Linked DNA regions of Zea mays: all the other regions are linked to region 1. The links are chromatin contacts, called in public Hi-C maps. All regions are on one chromosome and are shown on one strand. Each heading gives the region's core, a stretch centred on a gene start, on an enhancer-like site or on the middle of the called end of the contact. The rest is flanking DNA. Distances are from core to core; before and after follow the strand shown.

What was found. A called contact is a pair of places that touch in the nucleus more often than the background predicts.
Region 2: a Hi-C map of tassel shows a contact between it and region 1, with 4 times the contacts expected there. The contact joins the promoter of LOC100274568 here to the promoter of LOC100276744 in region 1. A contact is called at or near these places in 6 of 25 Hi-C or Micro-C datasets (ear, endosperm, leaf and 2 more).
Region 3: a Hi-C map of ear shows a contact between it and region 1, with 7 times the contacts expected there. The contact joins the promoter of LOC103652503 here to the promoter of LOC100276744 in region 1. A contact is called at or near these places in 3 of 25 Hi-C or Micro-C datasets (ear and leaf).

The regions. Positions count from the first base shown.
Region 1 is chr8:74,323,180-74,325,879 of Zm-B73-REFERENCE-NAM-5.0, forward strand. It overlaps LOC100276744, which reads right to left and starts at 1,358. Exons shown (of 7, transcript NM_001291640.1): 1 at 1,168-1,358. The coding sequence starts at 1,343.
Region 2 is chr8:74,477,869-74,480,568 of Zm-B73-REFERENCE-NAM-5.0, forward strand. LOC100274568 reads right to left here and starts at 1,273. Exons shown (of 1, transcript XM_008657837.2): 1 at 45-1,273. The coding sequence starts at 763. The coding sequence ends at 290. LOC100286352 (oleosin Bn-V) reads right to left here. Exons shown (of 1, transcript NM_001159239.1): 1 at 1,854-2,700. The coding sequence starts at 2,679. The coding sequence ends at 2,206.
Region 3 is chr8:74,153,638-74,156,337 of Zm-B73-REFERENCE-NAM-5.0, forward strand. It overlaps LOC103652503 (ketol-acid reductoisomerase, chloroplastic-like), which reads right to left and starts at 1,390. Exons shown (of 10, transcript NM_001175673.1): 1 at 1,173-1,390; 2 at 1,000-1,092; 3 at 720-785; 4 at 305-445; 5 at 1-56. The coding sequence starts at 1,274.

The DNA of each region.
Region 1 (2,700 bases), core at 108-2,607:
ATCAACTGCAGGATTAACTCATGTTCATGTACTATGTCAGACTTAATTATTAAATCTGGTATGTTAGGCCATAGTATCATGGCCGACACAATTTCACAAGTTTACAAAATAACTGCAGTTATAGTTTACAAAATCTTGAAGGATATATGCAAGTAATAAAAGTGATTCAGCCCGTCTGCCTCATGTTAAAGCCCCTATATCTATATGTGCTGTGCAGATACTTTACCGAACATAAGCTACTAATGTATGCTCAGGCAACCTAATCTTCAGAAGAGTCAAGCCCAATAAAAACAGGCATCCCTCACCTGGGATACTCACAGCTCCAGAAATCTGTGGCTAATGTTGGAAAACGAAATTGCAGAAGGAAAAAGGCACTCCTGACCCAGTATTTATCCATTCCTATCTGCTTTCATACTGATCTTTAGCATATCCAATTGGAATGTATGGTCTAGGTAACCAACTTAAACAAACACAGAAGCCCTGAAGTGAACAAATTATTACCACAATGTTTTGTAATATGCGGCATCCAGATAGCTGTAGCCATGTGACAGTTTTGGTAGGCAAAAGGTGGGTTGGAGAAATGAATGGTATGGTATCTTTCTACAGAAAACCAAATTGAGGCTCGGATGTCTAAAATGGGAGCAGAATCACTTTTCTGTTTGATTTATTGAATCCATTTTATCGGTTAATAGACTTAGTCGAGTCCAGAGGAACTTATTTCCAGTACATACTTTCATTGCCAATGATAACATCCTGTCAATACAATGTTTAGTCAGGAACACAGATTTCAGCTGATGTATATACCTGAAAAATTTGTGTGTGTGTGTTTTGCGCTCGGGTTTTGTTCCAATAGCGGACTGTTTGGATCACGGTAACCAACCCAAATAATATTGTCATGGAATTTTGTTCCATTCTAAATTTCTAATGAATATATTTACTTTATTGCTGGGGAAAAAAAGGTGGTGTAGTGTAGTAGTCACAAAAATGAGTTAGAGAACACACTAAAAACCAAAACCAGAGGCCCCATCAGCTAGCTATTCGTGTCTGCCCTGATTACTCAACCTAATCATACTAAATCCCATAACGTATACTCAACCTAGCTGACTTTTCATACGTGCAGAGCAAGACGCAGCAGGGGCAAGGGAAGTCGAAACGGCGGGTACTGACCAATTGGACGAGAGGAAGTCCGGCACGTCCGACGAGGCGGCGGAGGCGGAGACCTTGAGGCGCGCCGCCGCCGCGGGGATCGCGGGCCTGCGTGTCCTCCAGCAGCAGCAGCCGCCGCGTGTTGGCGCCGGCGGGAGCGCGATCAGCTTCGCGGTCGTAGCAGCTGACGACGCCATTGTTGGCTTGTCGGTTTGTCGCACCACGCAACCTGAGATACTTCGTTTCCGCCTCCACTTTATTCAGGACCGGAAGATTAATTCAGACCAGTTATTTTTGCTAGACGTCTTTGGGCTTAGGCCGAGCCGGGCTTCCGCTAAGTCGGGCTGGATAAGGACCTCAGTAAGATAGAGGCCCATCAAGATTGATGGAAGCCCATAATGTAGCCAGTTAACTTGTGAACACGGAGGGGGACGTCAGCTCCTTGTATTTAGCCGTCCTAAAACTATAGATTAGGATCTCTTCAAAACAGCCCGTACTTAAAGCAACTCTAAAAGATTAGTTAAAAAGTTAGTTAAATTTATAGATTTAGCTACTCTCTAAAATTGATTTTACAGAAAAAGTGTAGGTTCATCCAACAAGCTCGTTAAATCTATAGATTGAATGAAGAGTGAAGCAGTCTATCCAAAAATAAAGAGCAAAGTTGGAAGAGCCATTTATGGTGTGTTTGGTTAGCGGGTTGAAGCGGGTTGGAACAGATTCAACCCACAACAACTCGTGTTTGGTTCAAAAGGTTCGCAGGTTAGGTTGATTCTAGGTCGAAATACTTATTGTAAATATGAGTTCTAGTGATTGCTCAAAAACAAGTGAACCATTTCGACCCACTTTCTCTCCACCCTCTCGTCACCCATGCCTTATCCACTCGAGACCAGCACAGGAGTGCGCTGCCATTGCCGACCTGCTGGGACGAGAGACCCCGCCGGCCTACCTTCCGACGTTAATCCCCACCTGCCTCCCGTCGTCAGTCCCCCGCTGGCCTACCCTCCGAAGCTGGCGTGTTCGCTAGTAGGCACAACTTGCGAGCCTTGCTAGTGCTGTCGCCGAACAGGTAAATGTCAGTGTTCGTCACCGCCTAGACAAGCCTGCTAGTGATGGCAAATGTTACAAATTCACTGAAATACATCTTTATGTTGTTGCGATGTCTTTAATTATGACTAAAATATAATAGTGAGATCTCGTCACTAAAAATTTACGACTTACCCATTTATTTATATCTTATGCTTATGGATTCCTCAAATATTAAAATAGTGTCAGTTTCATGTATTTTGAATGATGTCATCTTATTGAATTGAAGATATCATCCTGAATGTGGTAATATGACCAGAAAGATGACCATATTCATTTTATCCTTCATCACGAAGCAAACAAGAGATGTTGCATCTCTAACTCACTTTAACCCTATAATCAAACAAGAAACTAGATCCAACTTGTCACTGAAATCAAATAAGGAACGGATCCGATCCAACCCAGAAAAATGGGTCGACTCCGATCCGACCCACATCGTTCCGAAACCAAACACATGCTTACAAATCTATT
Region 2 (2,700 bases), core at 23-2,522, 150 kb after region 1:
TCAATTTGAGATCATGATTTATATGGTTAATTGTCTTTTATATGTCATCATCATAATGTTAATTTATGCAATTAAAATGATATGGAAAATGTCTATAATTTTAACACACGGTATAGTACTAGGGCGTGGATGCATGACATGTGCACATGCATCATAAAATTAGCTACTGTCGTATATAACGACGACGCTGCTGAACAGCTTGGGACGATCCTCTGAATTAATTTCTCTAGCAGTGATTAAGCGAATCAGCTCGTACGTTTTCCTCCTCCATCGGCGGTGAAATGGTGGATCACATGTCGAGCAGATGCGTGGACGACGGGATCCCCGCAGCGGGCGTACTCTTGGGCGGCAGGTGCGCGGCGGAGGAGTGGAGCATGGCGGTGAGCTCCTTGGACGCGACGATGGACTTGTACATCTCCAAGACGAGGCGCCGCTCGAACTCGGTGGGCTTGCCGGGCGCCGCGACCCGCTGCTGCTTCGCGACGGCGCCGCAGGGCAGCGCGAGTGCCGACGCCCGCCTGGCCAGAGCCAGCATGCCGCGTACGCACGCGTCCCGCGCCCGTGCCAGCGCACGCCGCGGGCCCGCCAGGAGCACGCGCACCCGCCGCCGCAAGCGTGCGCCGCCGCCGGAGCGCAGGCGCCCCACCAGCTGCCGCGCCCGGAGCTCGGTGCCGTCGTCGACGTCCGTCAGCTGGCCCAGGCGGTGGTACTTGCGGCGACGGACAGCCCGCGTGGACCGTATTGGGAACGCCTCAGCCTCCATGGGAGGGGGGTTTCAAATTCAGGCTCGGTATATATGGCTATGGCGCCGGCCGGACCCTTCATTTATGCTTATGCAATGCAAGTACGTGCGCGGCTGGTTTCTTTGGGCGGGGCACTTTCACTGCTGCTGCGAAACTAAACCCAAGTCAGAAAGAGGGGCGGAAGGCTTCAGGGAATCAGGGTTGTTGTGTACGTGGTCGGGTCCAAGACAGCATCTTGGATTGGATCATCGGATGGATGGTCAAAGTAAAATGCCGTAGCGAAATGGAACATGTCTGTCCGGTAATGGTCAACGACTTAATTGCCTCGCGAGTGTGTATGTTTTTGCGGGCGCGTTCACGTGTTTGAAACGACTAAACATGATCTGTTGCATATGTTCGCACTCAGAACATGTGTGATGTCCTGGAATGACTGTTAAATACGCGAGTACATGTATACGGTGATTACTCGAAGTAGGACTAGTAATAAAATTTAAGGATCGGACTTGTAAGCTAGAATTAATTAAGTTTTAAGCTAGAATTAATTAAGGACTCAATCAATTTGTGAGGAAATATTCGGGTTGTGATCTATTATTCTATTACTAACTCTATTCAGGAGCAACGACGGGACGGGGAAGACTGGATGAGAAAATTTACATGTAGTGACAGGGTACAACTAATTAAATAGGTCGGACTATATTGGTCGAGCATTTTAGCTCAGCACATGTACTGCATGTCACCACAATAACCATACTAAGTCAGTCTGAGGTCCATAATAAGTCGTGCTTGGGTTCACGAGACACGACCATTTATGCGGTCTACGTACCTTAGATCACTGATGTCACTCTGATCGCCCTTTAACACCCCAAAGGGTAATTAAAAGACTACAGAGATTATAGCATGTGGCACACTAGATACACACATGACACAACCTTCTGTATGACACTTGTTATGCATCGTACGGGGACCACGCTATGCCAACTCCAGTTTTGGGATGGAGCAACCTCGGGAGGTGAGTACATACGTCGGATTGTATAGATGATTCAGCACAGAGAACAAAAATCCTAGGCATTATCTGCAACTGTTTGCAGAAGAAAGGTTGCCATCATTCTGTTCGACGAAAACTGAGCAAGGTTACCTATATATATTCTTTTCAACAACAATTAGTTGTTTTAAGGTTGTGAGAAAGACCATGAACACGAGTCTCTTATGATTTAACTAATGACCTAATTACACCAAGCGAAAGATCAAATTGCGCCAAGAGATCGAAATGAACAGCATCTCCTAGAGAAAGCAAGCAAGAGGACCAGAAATTGCTTGACAACACGGGCGGGGGATGATTGGAGCAGAGTACGCACACGCAATGCAAGAGGAACTAAGACGACGACGACGACAGCAATGATGACCTATAGCTAGCGGCACCACGGACGGGGGTTGCAGCACATGCACGCCGGGCGGCGCGCGCCTACGCGCCGGGCGCGGCGTCCTTGGCGCGGGTGCGCAGGTATCCGCCGTACTCGCGCGCGTAGTCCTTGACGTGGCTGGCGGTGTCGGCGATCCGGCTGCGCGCGTAGTCCACCCGGTCGGCGCCCACGGGGTGGCGGCCCGTGAAGTAGCGGTACATCCAGGTGGCCACGGGGAGCGCGGCGGCGGCGAAGGCGCAGGCGGAGAGCGCGGCGGCGACGATGGCGGAGATCACGACGGCGACGGGCACCCAGATGGGGCTGGTGAGCAGCGCGATGGGGCCCAGGAAGACGAGCGCCACCACGGCGCCCGTCAGCGTCACCCCCGTCAGCAGCAGCAGCACGGCGCCAGAGACGAGCAGCGTCAGGAACCCCACCACCTGCGTCGAGTTGGGCGCGCGGGTCTGCACCCGCCGCAGCAGCGTCGCCGGGTCCTCCACGCCGCTGCCAGGCCCATGCTGATGCCGGTCTCCCATGCTCGCTGTGCTGTGGCCGCC
Region 3 (2,700 bases), core at 140-2,639, 170 kb before region 1:
AAACCAAGGATACTGTTTGGTTTCATGTGAGAGAAGATCTTCTCATAGTTGTCAGCCTGCAGAAAGTGAGATGCAACTTTCAGGATGAACTGAACCGACGATGTAACAATTGAGTACCATATCGCCATAACGAAATGGCGAATGGGTGTGCTACAGAACATCATATAGGTTGGACTAACTGGCAGGGAAATAATAACCTTTTGTAGAAGAATTGGCACAAGTCAAGCATCAGGCAGTCAGGCAGAAGTATACACACACAATCGAATGCACATGAAACCATGCAGCTAGTGAGCATGATGCGAACCTGTGCAGCATCCGATATCAGCAGCAACACAAGATCGCTGCCGGAGACGGTTTCCCAAATATCGCCCAAGGTTCCGCTCTCTTCGGTGAATCCAGCGGCACGTGCTTCCTCAAAAGATTTGGATCCTTTCCGGAGACCAATCTGGAAGCAAAAGGCAGCAGCATGTTGGACTGACAGAACAGTGCCGAAGTATATACAGGAGGCAGAATATCTGGCTCATGATTGCCATGTCCAAGTTGCACAAAATAAAAAACTGTAAACTCTCTAAAATTGAAGTTAAAAATTCGAAGAAAAGAAGCCAGATGAAAAATAAAGTAGACTTTTTCACCAAAGCAGAGTATCGTCCAACACCAGATCTTTTAGTCGTGGTGGTTTGGCATGTATGTATTATCGTTACGACAAGGGAAGAACTAACCTTCACAACAATATCTGACTTGGCTTCAGCCAGTGAATCTCTCAGGTTCTGGGCTTGGGCAGGACCCTGCAAAGGGAACAAGGGCATGTTATGAGCACTGAACCCAGACAGAAGTAGAAATCCAAGTGAAACCGATGGCATCTAGCACTAGATATGGCAACACTGACGTGCCGATTTGAGCACAACCAACCGTCTACATGGCGGTGGAAGACGAAGTGTGTGGAATACAGCGCGCGCGCACACACACACACGCATACCCAAAACAAAAACTGGCACGAACCTGCGAGCCCCATCCAATAACTCCGATCTGCTTGACCCCCTTGAACGCCTCCGGAAGCAGCGGGAACAGGTTCCTCCCGCCGCGCACGATGTACTGCGCCACGAAGACCGGTCGGCGGTCAGAGCCAAACAAATCGTACCGAAAACGAATCTAGAGCAGCGGCAGGGGCGCACCTCGTCGTGGCCGGCGAGGGAGACCTTCTCCTTGTTGAAGACGGAGGTGTCGAAGTCGAGCGACGGCATGGCGGTGCCGACGGCCGGCGGCGCGGAGACCATGGCGGCGACGTCCCGGCGGCGCAGAGACCCGGGCGCGGGCGAGGAGAGCAGGCACGCGGGCTGGTGGGTGGCCGGGAAGGAGACGGACGTGGAGGTGGCGGCGGGCAGGGGCTTGGCGCCGGCGGCGGCTAGGGTTTTTGGGTGCCCGAACGCGAGGGTGGAGGCGGCCGCCATGTAGCCGGGTGCAGTGCTGGTGCAGGACAGCTGCGCGAGCGAGGACGGCGAGAGGCGGTTGGTGGGGTGGGGACTGTCGCGTGTCGTGTCGTGTGTGACTGGTGAGCGCGGCCGTGTCGTGTCAGGGCTAATCCTTTCGGATATACGGAGAGCCAGCCGTGTGATGATGCCCAGGCCAGCCGTTGGCCAGCTCACGTGCGCGGCGGGCCTAGGGAGCTCTTGGCGGGTTGCGCTTGCGCCTCGCCTGGAGATGCGCGGCGTGCTTCCCGTCCCGCGCTGCTCGCGTCGATCTCGAGACCCGGGCCCCCGTGGCGTGCACTAGACTTGCCGAACCCCACGCCGTTCACGCGGACACATCATGCGCAGCGCGGCCCGGCCTGTTTGTCCGCATGAATTCTGCACTGCTGACTCCTCCTGCCTGTGATAAGCTACGCAAGCGGCTTGATGGATTCATTGGATCTGCAACAACGAAGAATGCTAGTCGCGATCTCGTGTGGCATCACAAGATATGTCCGTGGGGAAGCCGAATCCACGCCGAGAACGACACCCTATCACAACTGCCCATCCACATGCGAGCGCGACGGTGAGGGCGTGAGGCGTCTCTTCCATTGCTCTGCTCTGCTCTGAAACTGCCAAAATTCAGCTCTGCTACTTACGTTGTTGTTGTTGTGCCTGAACAGCTCGGCGAGCAGAACACCACGGCTGCCCTTCCCTTGGGTCCAGTCCAGCCTAGGACTAGGAGCACATGGAATGGAAAAGGATGGAAGCGCGGACCACGGAAGCGATCGAGTGGCGCGCGGTAGTAGACGGTGGCACTCAAGGCGAGATCGAGCGAGCCCGCGAGCCGAGATCGTTTTGGTTCACAAGTTACCACCTCTGTGACCGATGATCGTGGTTTAGCAGCGCGGTAGATCCTTTGGCGTGTGCCGGCTAGGGTCGGACATTCGATCTATTATGGTAATTCGGTTCGGTCTATTCGGATTTTGTGAAAATTCCGGGTTCTGAAAAATAAGAACCGAAAATTTTAAATTTTAAAAATTATTTTAGGAACCGAACCCGAATAGACTCGTAATTTCGGTTCGGTCGAATAGACCCAAATAGTAGAGATACTAGTATCTTTTGTTAAAATATATACAATAATTAATTAATTAATTAATTAGAAGTACTATTATTACAACAAGTAACTATAAAAATAGCATACATAGATATATATAATATCGTTAAGATGATATTATTTTTTAGCTAATAAGTT